Regions from separate parts of the Sus scrofa genome. Here region 1 is linked to region 2. The links are chromatin contacts, called in public HiChIP or PLAC-seq maps. All regions are on one chromosome and are shown on one strand. Each heading gives the region's core, a stretch centred on a gene start, on an enhancer-like site or on the middle of the called end of the contact. The rest is flanking DNA. Distances are from core to core; before and after follow the strand shown.

Region 1 (7,012 bases), core at 4,486-6,985, 110 kb before region 2:
GGGCAACCCAGCATGCGGTCCTAGGGCAGCAAAGAACGTGGAATTCTGGAGTCAGGCTGACTTGGATGCGATTTAGAATTCATTTAGTTGCTGGGTGATCTGGGGCAAGTTATGTGACTTTCTGCTCCTCCCTCTTTTCCTTCTGTACAATGGGAGCTAATTTCAGGCTGTGGTAAGGACTCAGTGAGATAATTAGTACAAAGCACACAGCACAGGGCTAGCACCAAATAAATTCTAAATTGGCCTTATTATTATTACTACTGTTCCTGTAAATGCTTGATCATTGTTTTAAAATTTGTAGACTGCGTGAATGCATCAATCACATTATTGTAGGATCAATGCTAAAAGATTTAACCCAGGCTTTCTAAGAATAAGTTGTCTTAGGACTTTTTTCAACCCCAAGTCTCTTGTCATAGGTTTTGATTTGTAGGCAATACAGAGTTTCCCAGTACAGTCATTCCCTGGTGTCTGTGGAGGATTCGTGCCAGGACCCCTGCAGATATCAAAGTCCAAGGATGCTCAACTTCCTTCTATAAAATGGCCAAGTATTTGAGTATCACCTACAACCCTCTTCCATGTACTTTAAATCACCCCTGTCTCTAAATTACTTAGAACACCTAATGTAACGTAAATGCCATGTGAATAGTTACTGGTGTGGCACATTCAAGATTTACTTTTTGGAACTTTATGGATTTTTTTTCAAATAATTTTTTGATCCGTGCTTAGTTGAATCCTTAGAACCCATGGATACAGAGGGATGACTGTACCGAATTTAGGAAAAGTTACAGATTCGAAGGGGAGCCAGGGCTGTAGTTTCTTTTTTTGTTTTGTTTATTTGTTTGTTTTTGTTTTTGTTGTTGTTGGTGGTATTTCTTGGGCCGCTCCCTCGGCATGTGGAGGTTCCCAGGCTAGGGGTTGAATCAGAGCTGCAGCCACTGGCCTACACCAGAGCCACAGCAACGCGGGATCCGAGCCACATCTGCAACCTACACCACAGCTCACGGCAACACCGGATCGTTAACCCACTGAGCAAGGGCAGGGACTGAACCCGCAACCCCATGGTTCCTAGTCGGATTCGTTCACCACTGCGCCACGACAGGAACTCCCTTTTTTTTTTGTTGTTGTTGTTGTTATGTAGTTTCTTTTTAATCTCCTTTTCCAGTCCCCCCTATGGCATCATCAGTTCATTTATTCAGCAAACATTTACTGACACTAATATTGTCAGGCTATGTATTTGGTTTTTTTTATTTTGTTTTGTTTTAACAGGTAAAACCAGATTTTTCTCTCATGATGGTTGGATTTAAAATCTTTCACAGTAAAAAAAAAAAAAAAAAAAAAAAGAAACCACAACAAATTCCCATAATTAAAAAAAAAAGAACAAAAAGAGCCACTGCAAATAATCTTTATAGCACTTCGTAAAACAAAACAAATGTGTTTGTATTGCACTTACAACTTTAAAAAAATTCCTATTTTTGTTAAGTATAGATTACCCATTTTAAGTATTTGGAAATATTAGTCAGTACATTCTGAATATAAATGTGTGAAGGTATAATATATAACCTTAAAATATGAAGTGGTTGTAGAGCTAAATTGTCACATTGTATATATGGTAGCCTAAAAAGAAAAAAAAAAAAAAAAGCTGCACAGCAAAGAAAAGCTTTACTCAAATCCTACTTAAAAGAATGTAGCAATAATTTTAATTATTAGGGAGAGGTGTTTCTGTCCTGGTAATGACCCAACTAGTATCCACGAGGACATGGGTTTGATCCCTGGCCTTGCTCAGTGGGTTAAGGATCCAGTGTTGCCCTGAGCTGTGGTGTAGTTTGCCGATGCGGCTCAGATCTGGGGTTGCTGTGGCTCTGGCGTAGGCCGGCAGCTACAGCTCCTATTTGGACCTCTAGCCTGGAAACTTCCATATGCTGCTTTTGCAGCCCCCCCCACCAAAAAAAAAAAAAAAAAAGACAAAAAAATATTAGAAAGAAAAACAGGCTTTGGCACTAGCAATTTCCTGTATACTGTGGGCCCTATTCTAAACTGAAAAATTAGAAACATTTTGAAATAACTGTGTGTTTCTCATTTTCTCTGGTCAAATTCAGAAAGTCTCCAGAGGCCAGTGCTGGGCTTCTCTGATATACTCGAACTTGCATACTAGATCTCATGATCAAGAACAAAAGAGAAAAAAAGATTCTTTTTTTCCTTCCTCTAAGTCAGGGAGAAGCAGCAGAGCTGCAGCCTTGAAATACACTTTAATAACCTTTTGATATTCTCTTTACATTTATGTTATGGAAATTTCTCCCAAATCTCTATACCTTTAAAAGGCATTTTTTGAAAATCCTTTTGTTTTAAATATATGTTTATATTTATCCATATATATATATAATTTTCTCTTTTCTGTCTTATAAGGAGTAATCTTTTAAGTGGCTAAGTATGGGGGCTGAACATTCAAATCCAGTCTTTTCATGAGGTTTCTCCTTTTTCCTGGCAAATTCTACTCATCCTTTAAGCTCAAATATCAACTCTTCTCTGAAGGCTTCCAAACCCTTCATTGCTACATATGTCAGTTTGTTTTCTGCGTTTTCAGAGAATCATATTGAAATTATATCTTGCACTAAAACTATGTATTTACATGTTCAACCTTAAGCAGTCTAGAGCTCCTCATGTGGGGCACCCTGCCTCATTCTTCTAGTCTTTGTGCTTTTCCTTTGTCGTTTAGTAGAGCCTGGATCACAGAAAGGCTCAATTAGTTTTTTCTTAATAAATGATTGAATGAATTAATAGGTCAAAATCTAACGAGCTTAGAATATCAGGTCTGAAATATTCTGGTTTGCCAGTGCAGCCCCTAGGAGCAGGGCTCACTGTATGGGAAATTTTACCACTGGGGCTCCCATGTTTTCCAGGATATAAATCTGAATTTCTCTTTGATGCCCGTTCACCATTCTTTCCTTACGGGTCACTCAGGATAAATTCAGTTTCTGCTTGGTGTGCTGGTTACATTTCAGGACTTATGCTATGGCTGCATGCTGGTGTTCTAGGTGTCATCTGTGCAAGATGTGTGACGTCCCCACTGACTTTATGCAGAACCCTCTGGAATGTGTTCTGAGTCACTCTGCCAGGGACACCCACAGGATGGAGTTTGCTTCCCAAACTCTATTTGCTCCCACATTCTGGAAGATGTTAATAGACCATCCATGAAAAAAAGATGGTCAGATATGCATATTAGCACTCTAGATGCTCTGAGAAGTCCTGAGTGAAGAAACCTGCTTACACTCACTTATTTCTAAATTACCGGGTCTTATTTGACCACGATTCTTTTTTCCAATAGGGTAGTAACATGTCACAGAACAGTGGCGTTCTATTGGGCACAGTTTGAGAAAACCATCCATTAGCTTATCCCACTTCTAGGAGTAACCACTTCTGTTCCCGATACGTGGTTCGTGCTTTTTTGCCTCATTGCCTTTGCTTGTATTTGAAACTGTTTCCTTTGTATCCACTTGTCTCAATTCTACTTTTTTAAAAAAATTGAAATACAGTTAATTTACAATATTGTGTTAATTTTAGGTGTATAACATAGTAATTCAATGTTTTTCTAGATTATACTCCATTATAGGTTATTACAAGATAATGGATATAATTCACTGTGCTATGGAGTATGCGCTTGTGGCTTATCTATTTTATACACAGCAGTTTGTATCTGTTAATTCCATATCCCAATTTGTCCCTCCCCCTCCCCTTTGGTAACCACCAGTTTGTTTTCTGTGTCTAAATCTATACATTAAAAAAAAATTTTTTTTTGGCTATGCCCAAAGCAGGTGGAAGTTCCCAGGTCAGGGATTGAATCTGCGCCATAGCAGCGACCTGAGCTACTGCGATGACAACACCAGATCCTTGACTCGCTGCATTACCAGGGACTCCTAATTGTATGCATTCTTGAAAGGCCTAACAGGAGCTCCCTGGTGGGTCAGTGGGTTAAGGGTCTGGTGTCATCACTGCTGTGACTCTGGTTTAACCACCTGCCACAGGTGCAGCCAAAAAATAAAAGTAAAAAGGCCTAACACTCTGTCACATGCTCTGCAAAGTATTTTTTCCTTTTATTGGCCTTCGATTTCCCATAACACTTTCCACAGCTTTCTCATAGCCCTTACACTGTTACTTCTTTTATTATCAGTATACCTTTCCTCTCCTCCACCCTTGACTCTCCAGTCTGCATCTCTTTTGCGGGATGTGTCAGTCAGGATCTTAACAGAAGCCCAGTTTGCCCTTAATTGATTCAAATGAAGAGACTTTCAGGAAGTGGCTAGTCCTGGAGATGAGGACAGGGTGGAGGAACAAGCAAGGACAGAGAGCACCCAGGGCCCAGCAGCGGGGTCCTGCTGTGGGCACGGGAGGGAGGGCGAAGGGGCACCTGAGCGCCCAGGTGGGGGGCCTGCTGCCAGGAGTTGCTCCCCTATGGACCCATACAGCCATTGCAGGAAACTGGTGCCCAGGAGGAAGGGAAGGAGTGGGAAAGAAATGCCTTGATCTCTTCTCCTCCTGCCCGCTGATCTCTGGAGCCTGCCGAAGTCAGCTCCCAAGGGAGCCAGGCTGTGCGGTGGGTGAGGCACAGGGCAGGGCAGTAAAGGGTGGAGATTGCGGGGGGGCAAAGAACCAGCACACTGAAAGAGCCCCCGTTTCCTCATTCGCAAAATAGAGTAGTGCCGGTACCCTCCTCCCAGCGTGATGGTGATTAAATTAGGAAATGTGTCAAGGGACTTATGAACACATATGCTTCCTTGATTCTACTCATTAGCTACTTACCCTGTTATCATTATCATTATTTACAAGACCACTCTTGGGATAGCTGCTGGTGTAAGAACTGACTGAAGAAGGTATCATGTGTTGGTTATTTTGTAGCTCTTACACATCCAGCTCAAAGCACTGTGCAAGGCTCCAGATAGATGCATTTGGAGGCGTTGGGGAGCCCTTTTGAATAAGCGTAACAGGAAAGCTTGTATAGCGGTATCAGCCAACCTGACCTTGAAAACAGACCACAAGGCGCTAAACTTGAGACTTACTTTTAGATTCCAGCAGATTGTTTGGGCAGTTCTTAGACACAGGCCAAGGCCTCTAGTTTTCCTTTGCCTCCGTAGAGGGGAGAGTTAATGAAAAACAAGCCAGCTCACCAGGACTAGTGCTGCGTAGCCGTCCTGGCAATGACAGTGATAGTGATTTTTCCTATTTTGAAACAAAGTAAGGACGGCCTGCCCAAGGTTGAAAGCAGGAGGGTTTGTGTCTATAGACGTGATTGGCTTCCTGCTCTTTCAGAACACTAACCTGGTTTATTTCAAACAATGGTCACCAGGCTCCTGCTTCCTTGGGTCCACAGATTAGGGAAACCACAACGGTCTGTGTTCTCTTCACTTCAAAGCCTGCAGAGCGCCCTAGAAAGCCAACGTTCGGCCTGATCCCAGGGGTGGGGGCTGGGACCAGATTCAAGGGTAGGAAGGGGGGTGGGGGGTGAGGCGGGACTTACCCACATGAAGGCAGTGGATGTCAGAGCTGAAGGCTGCTCAGAGGCCCTCCGCTGCAGCCCGTGCTCTTGGAGGAAGGGCGAGCCCCGAGGGTGACTGCTTCTGGGGAGCCTGTCACCCTGACAGAGCCATGAAGGTTACACTGGGAGGGCCACGGACACCGCGCTCCAGTACTGACACCAGCAGCTGCAGCTGGGGACTCCCTTGAAGGAGGAGTGACTTTATCCGGGTTTCCAGCAGACTAAAATTAGTGACAAGAACACTTAGCCCTGAGATCTTGTGGGATCGGTTAAGTTGTTGTTCTCATCATTGTTTCTGTCCCTGAAAAATCAAGACCGAACTGTTAAGCAATGGCCCTAAAGCTGCTGCACCCACAAGCTTCATGCTCTCTGAGTGGGCCCCAGCCAGGGTTCTCTGGCTTTTCTGGACCACACAAATATTTTGTCCCTTAACTCAAGGCTGACTGAGGCCCTGTTTGGACAACCCATGCACAGCCAGAGTGAAGGCTTCCTCTCCACCTGAGCAGGGGTTCAGTCCATCACCCAGAGGGATAATAGGTAACAGAGCAGTTTGGGGGTTATGCTGTCAATTAAACTTAGCTCCACCTGGTGATGTGACATGATATTCTAAGATGACATGATATTTTTTGTTTTATTGTTGAAATGGAAAAGGCCCCTAGCTTCAATCCAGGAAGACCCAGGAAGGCCCAGCCCAGTCCTCAATTGCTGTGACCTCACAGTTGTACAAATAGCAATATTGGCAAAGCGAGGTTATCCAAACCATCTTCTCTTTCAGGACAAGAGATGGCAATGTCTCTTTTTCTCTCTACCATTTTTTTTTTTAAAACAGTGTAATAAAATCAAACTATTAAATCCTGAAACCCCTTTCTTCAGGAAAATTAAAAACAAATAAATGACAAGTCTTTGATTTGTTGGGCCACTTTTTGAAAGGTTGATAGCTGCCTTGAAGGCAAACTCCAGCCTTGGTAGCAGCCCTCCAAGCTCAGTTCCCATTGTAATTTTATTATCAAAACTTTCATCCTCCGCCCAGTGATCCCAAAGCTTCAGGGGACTGAAGTTCACTTAGAGGGTGAGTATTCTTGATCTAAGCTTGTTAGGGATCAACGTTTGTATTGACTCGAATACCTGCCTGACTGGAAGGAAAAGCACGAGTGAGCCAATAAAATTGTTTTGTGTAAAGTTATAGTTTAAAAAGGGTGGTTTTGTTGGTGAAAGTATTTATAGCATTGGTATAAAGTTCATCTTAACAATAATGGCCATTTATTATCTACTGTGTACCAGACCTTTCCCACTACTTCTTACATTGGAGCAAATGACTCTGAGCAGTAGGAACACATATCCTTCTATTAACTGATAAGAACCCAAGGCTTAACTAGGTAAATAACATTCCCACTTTGAAGTGCTGGAGAGGGGATTCAAACCCAAGACTCTCTCCCCCAAATCCATATATCATAAAGTTTCCTGTATAGTTTCTTTTGGGATGAT
Region 2 (7,661 bases), core at 746-3,245:
TCCTGGTTTCTAGTTGAGTTTCAGATGACTGAAGTTACCTATTAAATGTCCTCCAGGTGAGAAAGATCATTGAATCGAGGAAAGGCAGACCCACAGTTTTTGACTATTTGTTATGTGCCAGGTACCAAAGACGGACGTGTGCACACACACACAACACACACACACACACACACACACACACATACTCTAACCTCAAGATGTGTCCACTGGTGGGAAGATTAACAAATATAAAAATGGTGTTGAGAGGAAAATATCAGTTAATACCTCCAGTTGCAAGCAATCAAAATTCTGACTCAAACTGGTTTAGGAAAAAAAAAAAAAAGATCATTTATGTGTTTATGTAAATGACCAAGAGTAAACCAGACTTTAGGCATTTGAACCCTACTGAAATGGATTCTCTGTGGCTGGGGCCTGGAAATCTGTGCTGCCCCCGCCCCCTGCATTCCCCCACCAGGTAATTTCAATTCTGTTTTGGAATGTGCTTTTAGGTAGATAATTGGGCTGCAAATTGGAGATGGGACTGGTAAGGGGAGAGAAAGAAGGAGGCGATGATTGTGTCAAAGGATCGGAATCCTGATCCAGGCAGAGGCAGTTCCCAGCAGCACAATGTCTGCTGTGTACTTTGCGCACACGCTGAAGGCTGCTTGCGTGGGAGGTGAGCAGGGAAGTCAGTAGAGGACCCTGCCATCTGTCTGGCAGTCAGTCTGAGGGTTCATAGTCCTTATGAAAGTGGCTGTCATTTCCTTCATTCACCCAACATCTATTTATTGTGCAACTATGTACCAGTCATTAAGCTAGAGAGTGAGGATACAGGGGTTTACAAGCAAAGAGACTTTCCTCATGATGCTTACATTTTAGGGGGAGACAGTCAACAATGATTAGAAAATGAGCCGATTACTGGTTGTGTTGAGTTTTGCAAACAGAAAAGTCCTTCACCACATAATCCCTAGTGGAGGCTGACATTGGACTGGGTGGAGGAAAAACCTTCAAGCTGACAACTTAGTGGAGATCTGAGAGCATGGGCGGAGTGTGCCAAACAGAGGCAATAGCAAGTGCAAAGGCCCTGAGCTGAGAGAGTTGTGGTTGGGGTGGAAACACAGAAAGGGGCAAGCGTGGCTAGAGATCAGTGAGAGGGAGACTGGAGTGGGATGAGCCTGAAGAAGTTGGCAGGGACCAGGCTATGGGATAACTAGCAGACCCCAAAAAGAATTTGGATTTTATTCCACATGCAATTAAATGTTTGCTTTAATAGGAATTTCCTGGCTACTGTGTGGAAAAAGTGTAAAATTAGGTTCAGGATTAGATGGACTCCAAGGTTCTTGCCTGGTCCCAACAACCCATGTCATGCTCCTGGGGTCCCCAGGACTGTGGACCCTATATCATTGATGTCCCATAGAACTTTCAGTAAGGATAGAAATGTTCCACACCTGTGCTGGCCTAACCCAAAGCTCAGGTGGATCTCGAGTACCTGCTTTGTTGCTGGTTTAACTGAGGACGTGGAGTTTAAATTTTATTCCATTTAAATGGACTTGGGTAAATATATAGAGACGCGAGTGGCTAATGGCTATTGAACCTGACAACACAACACAACACTAAGCCCTGGGTGCCTGACGGTTTCTACTCCTTACCCAGAAGCCAGGGCCTTCTCCAAAGGGTGGGATTGTAAAAGGGGTTATTGACCCCTAAATGCCAAGCCCCCTCTGTGCATTTGGCTTGTCAAGTGGAGAGGTTGGGAGTTGGAGGGGTGGCATCCTGAGGTTCATTTTGGCACCGCGGAGGCACTGCACCTAGCTGTGAGGCTCTCCACGCGCACCCTGAGGGAAACCCCGCATTGCGAACAAAGGTTTCCGGACCTCTCTTTCCATAAAGCACCAGCCTCGCGCTCTCGCGGCCTCGGGCGCGGTACATTCATTGGCAGGAGGGAAACGGCCCCGCAGCGCCTCGCCCCGCCTGCCCCGCAGCCGGGTCGCGTAGACTCAGCTCCGGGCGCAGCACAGGTGGGCTGGGGAAGCCAGAGACCCAGGCGCGCCACCGCCACCGATCGGGATTGGAGGTGCGGGGAATCCTTGCCGCGCAGTCGCCGCTTTTTCTCTCGGGGACTGGGGCAGAGGTGGCGCGGGCTATTGCCCGCACGGGATCTACTTCCTGAGCTTGCTTTCGCTTTGCCCGGGGCTTGGCGAGGCCTGCGCGCCGCAAGCGCCGGGAGGGAGTCGCGCAGGTGGCCGCGGGGGAGGGGCAGGGGCTGCGCGGCTTGAACCCTGCGGACGCATCCCTGGCTGAGACTCTGTGCCCCTCGACGCGCGTAGGTCCCGGCTGGCCGGGCGGCGCCCCTGACCTTGGTTTCTCCCCGTGGCAGGTCTGCGCAAGGACCATGGGTGCGTCGCTGGGCAGCGGCGCGCGGGTGGCTCTCCTGCCCCGCCAGGCCTGCGGCGCCGTCCGGCGCTGGGCACCCCCCGCGCCCGCCCGAGGCTGCCACTCCAAGACGGGCCTGCCGCGTCCTGTGCCCCTGAAGAAGCGCGGATACGATGTCACCAGGAATCCGCATCTCAACAAGGTAACGGTCCCGGAGGGTGGGATGGCCCAAGCCGCTATCCAGCGCCGGCCGGAGGGCGCCCCGCCCCCTGGGCCCGGGAAGGATCCTCCCAGCCGCCCTTCCAGTGGCTTTCCATTTTTGCCGGGGGAAGCTTGCAGTAACTCGGTTTGGCTTGTATTTCTTCCTTTATTTTTTAACCACTCCTCTTCTCCCTGGAAAGAGGTGATCAGTAACGCAGGGAGCCCAATTTCTTCAAACATACAGACGGGGTTAAGGTCCTCATGACCAGTCCGACGTGGGGTCGGATCTCCCCTTGATGCTTAGTGATTCTGTTGCTCTTGGGCAGTTCATTTAATCACTGTCAGGCCAAGTTCCCCCTCCGTAAAAGCGGAAGCAGTTGTCTCAGCAGCATTGTGAGCTTTCAAGAGAAAATGGAGGCAGAGTCCTTAGCACAGTATCTGACACCCCGTGGGAGCACATGTCAGCTAAAATTGTAATTATTCTGAGAAAAAGGTTGATTTGAGCAGAGACCAAAAAGTCTAGAATTATAAGAACGTTTAGACCTTGAAGGGGCATCAGATATGCTAATTCAAACCTCTCCTTTTACAAATGAGAAAACAAGACAAAGGGAACTTGCCCAAGGTCACCAGCTAGTTTTGGCTCTGCCGCTGAAATCTGGGGCTGGATCTCTGGTGCTTGGGTCAAGTTCAGCTCACTGCTTGTTAGCAGTGCCTAAGAGCACACACGTTTGTTCCTGAGAGTCAAGTTTAGTATCACGGGTGTTAAAAACCCAGGAAGCCAGAGACTTGACGCCTGTCTCCGGGCACCTCCTCAAGTTAGCTTGGGCATCTCAATTTCTCTGAGTGCCACTTTCTGTTGCTTAAGGTGGATGTTAGACAAACCCACCATTCCTACCACATTCAGTTATTATGACAGTCAAATGAATTACTGAATTTGAAATCATATTTTAAACTATATAAAGTGCTTGGTAAATAAATAATTACTACAAAATAAGAACTGTAATAATTTCTTTGAATTAGGATTGTGAAAGTCAAGGGCGGAAGTTCTTGTGGAAAAGGTGTTTTTGAGAAATAGGGACAATTATGTCAATGTTCAGTATGTGACTGTTTCCTGCAGAATTAATAGAAGAGGCTGAGAAAGGAATTTTTTTCTCTCAACCTCCACCTATCACACAGTGCCCCCTGCTTCCTCCCAAAAAAGGAACCCTAAATCCTATGTATATTACAACTTTGGAATGGGTGGGGTGTTTTATGAATTTAAATTTGCTTTGGTAAAAGTGTTAGCAAAATGAACTCAAACTGGCTTAGCCAATAAAAGCCTTCTTCAACTCACTATTTAGAGGAAGGAGGGGTTGCAGGTGAGTTTGACTCAGCAGTCTGGGTGGCATCTCTCAGGATGCACATTCTCTCTGGCTCTCTACTCAGCTTCATCCTCATGCTCCATCCAGGAGAGTCTTTCACCTCCATGCTGCCACAGTCCCCTTCACTTTTTCTCACCCCACACCATCCAGGGATAGAAGGACACGTTCTTCTGATAACCCTTGTGGAAGAAAAGGGACACTTTCTCTGAGGTCTCAGAAAAATATTCTTTCTGTCTCATGGACTCTGATTGGATTCCTTTCCATCCATTCTCCAAACCGACCACCATCACTTAAGCCATCAGGGCTCCCCCCTGGATTGAAAGATAGTGTTTAGGTTAGGGGCACCCATTCCACCTGGTTTAGAATAAAGGGGATGTGGTTCATCCCCCTTCCCCAAGTAAATCTGTATTTGTTATCGGAGGCAGGAGGAATGGACGCTGGAAAGCAAAATAATGAAGCCCCACCACAGACTCTGATTGTTCTAATTGCTTTAGAAGTATTGGCACTTAATGCTCTATGAGTAGTTAAAAAGTAAAAGAGGGCCTTGAAAGCTTTGTCTTTTCTACCCTAGGTTTATGGTTCCCTAAAAGCCCTTGTCCCTTGTCCTTGATGGAAAATTTCTCCTCCTAAATAGTACAAACGGACACTGCCCATAAATCTAGGGGACCTGACCTTGTCATGACGTTAAAGATTTTTTTGTATATCCCTGAGGTCAGCTGATGCTTGTCAGGGAGAGGGGATATCTGGGGTGATGCTGAGTTGGCCTCCCCCATTCACCCTTGAGGAGGGAGGGGAAACAGTGGAGGGAACAGCCCTGCCTGGGGGCTGCCCCTCACTTCCCACTGGAGTGCCACCCTCCTGCTGACCTCAGGTGCTCAGAGAGTCCCCAGGGAAGGCCTGAAGCTTGGCACTTTCCATCAGCCAGATGGGGAGACTTGCTGAGTTAGACAGAACCACTGAGGTTGTCACTGAGAAAACAAGAGAGGGGCAGCTTTGAAGGGAGCTGCGCCTAGTGGGCGGGTCTGTGGGTTGGTTTTTTCCTGCTTGACTCTGAGGTCCTCCCAGGCTGGGACTGAGTTTCTCGCATGTGTGGCTGGCACTGGGTAGTTCCTGAAAGATCTGCTAAGGGCATGACTGTGCAAAGTAATGCCACATTTTTTGAACATGTTCACCTGGTCTACCTCCTGCTTTTGACAGGTCAGGAGGGGCATTTAGTTGAAGTTTGAGGGCAGAGGGTAGTCAGGGATAGAAGAGCGACTGAACAGGCGAGCATCACTGCTATTGCGCTTGTCAGGGTCTGGTTCCAGCTCTGCCATAATCTCGCCCTGTGATGGGTGGTGCATCTCATGAGCCCTTCTTCCCACGTCGCATCACTGCTCGGATCCCTGTGACATCATTTTGAAACTATAAATGTTAGACGATCACGTTGATAAATTCCAGAATCAGGGTTGGAAGGTCCCTTAGGTACGATCTACTCTGGAATTGTTTAGATTGCAGGTCACGAATTATGGGACATGAAATTTGGGGGGTCTAACTAACATTTTTATTTTAAAGAAATGGGTTAGAAATACAATTAAAAATAGTAAAGGCATTAAACTTAATAAAGATAAGTACTGTACTAAGTTACCATGTGAAATGCTGATTTCACTGTGGATTGTCATTTAAATTTTGTTTTTGTCTTTTTGGGCTGTACCTGCAGCATATGGAAGTTCCCAGGTGAGGGGTCCAATTGGAGCTTCGGCTGCTGGCCTATACCCCAGCCACTGCAATGTAAAAATGTTTTTGAAAACCATTGTTTCTCATCCAGCATCTCATTTTCAGATGAAGAGAGAGGCTGAGAAAGGCAAGTGATGCCACCAATTGTCATTGGTTGCAGAGGTGGGCAGAAGATGCCCACCTTCTGATTTCCGTCCACTGAATCTCGATGACATTCTCATTCACATCTGCTTTGGCTGATTTTGACATGTTCATACTGATGACAGAATTGGAACTAGATAATTCTGAGTTCTCTACAAGAGTCTAGATTTTTCTGATCATTGGAGATTCACTCATATGTCAATTTCTTTTTTTTCTTTTTATTAATGTGCCTTTCTTTTCAAAATTTTTCTATTTTAAATAATTTTTATTTTTTCCATTATAGCTGGTTTACAGTGTTCTGTCAATTTCCTACTGTACAGCAAGGTGACCCGGTCGTACATACATCTATATACGTTCTTATGGTGCCTTTCTTGTAAAATTTACCCAATGACCTTGTCTGCTATCCATGTGGATTGTGGCAACAGAGTAAACCTTTGATTACATGTTATATCAGCCACATTTTACTTACATTAAACAGGCCGTTACCAAGCCCTTTTATAGGGTGTCTTCATAGGAGGAATCATATGCCCAGCCTATTCATGCAGTAGGTGAGCCACCAAAACGTTGCTGGCCTCAGCTTACCTCTGGCCCCTTTTGGGAAGGGCTGTTCTATCCCCACTCCCCACCCAGGCTCGAGCCCCCTCCCATGTGTCTGATCACTTGCCTTTTGGTGCAGAGCACCTGACCGCCTTGGCTGGTTGGCTTTGCTTCTCACTAGACCCCAAGCACCTTGAGGATAGAGACTGTCTTGTCACTTGATATTCTCTACATCTGGTTTGAGATTCTCAAGAAATATTTGCTCTTGGAATGAGCTCAGTCGAGTCCTCACCCCTTTTCCTCCCAGCTTTAGGAATCTTAATGTCACTACTTTGCTGTGAGCCTCATGCTCTCGTTGCCTAGAGAAATGTCTTCAAATAGCCCGTTGGGAGGAGATACACCTCCTGATGCTAATCTTCCCAGACCTCAGGGTGTTTCACCGCAGGGGTGTGTTATTTCCCAGAGTGCGTCAGCCTCCTCCTTTGACCTACATACCAGCTAGGACTTTTGCCGTAAACATCCACTGACCCTTCACCTGCTTCTCTGCAGGTTTTTGATCTCTTGAGCTTGATGAATGAAAGGTGTGTAGTCCAATCACTGTGATTGTGGACCAGTGCGTTTCACACAGCAGGGCCCTCAGAAACTGCTAGGCACGGAGGTGGCTGCCTTCCCAGGTGGACTAGGAGCATTTAGATCAGTAACCGTGTAGAGGCCTGGGGGCCAGCGCTGCAGTGTTGGCTCCACATCTGAGGCCCCGCAGGTTTTAGCTCAATCCCGTCTATATGCAGTGGTGATTTATTAGACTCCTACACAGCCAGGATTTGCCTTTAACTAAAGTGTGTTTTTGTTCTGTGCCAGCTTCGGCCTTGATCTTGCCTTCTTTGGGTGGATGGGAGGGGAATCAGTCATCACACACTTGGCTTATTGATCAGTTAGGAGATGATGGCTGGATTCTACAGAGAATTAGACATTTGCTGGTGATGCCGTTTTCTGCCCCAAAGGCAGGTAACATAATATGTCTTCCTGAGCCCTCTGCTTCAGATGTGAGGTTGGGGTAGGCCTCCTTGATGGATAAAGAAGCAGTGAGTTATTAAGTAAACATTAATTCCGTAAGCAGTGGTTTGCTCTAGACCCGCTCCTCTTGTGCACTGCCTCAGAGCATTGAAGCAAAGATCCTGTTCAGATATTTTAAGAACAAACAAGCAGAGGCAGGGTGGAATTAAAACCTTCCCTGTCGAATACTGTCCAGGCTTCATGGGATTGCTAACATTTGGTGTTAGGGCTTTGTGCTTGAAACAGCTAAAAATCTTATAATATTTAGACTAAAGGTTAGGCAACTGTGACAGAGCAAAC

The links. HiChIP or PLAC-seq counts read pairs in DNA pulled down with a chosen protein or histone mark.
Region 1: an H3K27ac HiChIP or PLAC-seq map of skeletal muscle shows a contact between it and region 2. The contact joins the promoter of PRSS23 here to the promoter of ME3 in region 2. A contact is called at or near these places in 1 of 5 promoter capture datasets (fetal skeletal muscle), 12 of 47 Hi-C or Micro-C datasets (adipocytes, alveolar macrophages, brain and 7 more) and 2 of 2 datasets of contacts at active chromatin or transcription factors (alveolar macrophages and skeletal muscle).

The regions. Positions count from the first base shown.
Region 1 is chr9:20,602,399-20,609,410 of Sscrofa11.1, reverse strand. It overlaps PRSS23 (serine protease 23), which reads right to left and starts at 5,735. Exons shown (of 2, transcript XM_003357231.3): 1 at 5,510-5,735. It also overlaps a transcript of ME3 not described here.
Region 2 is chr9:20,483,349-20,491,009 of Sscrofa11.1, reverse strand. ME3 (malic enzyme 3) reads left to right here and starts at 1,995. Exons shown (of 16, transcript NM_001244258.1): 1 at 1,995-2,053; 2 at 2,357-2,554. The coding sequence starts at 2,372.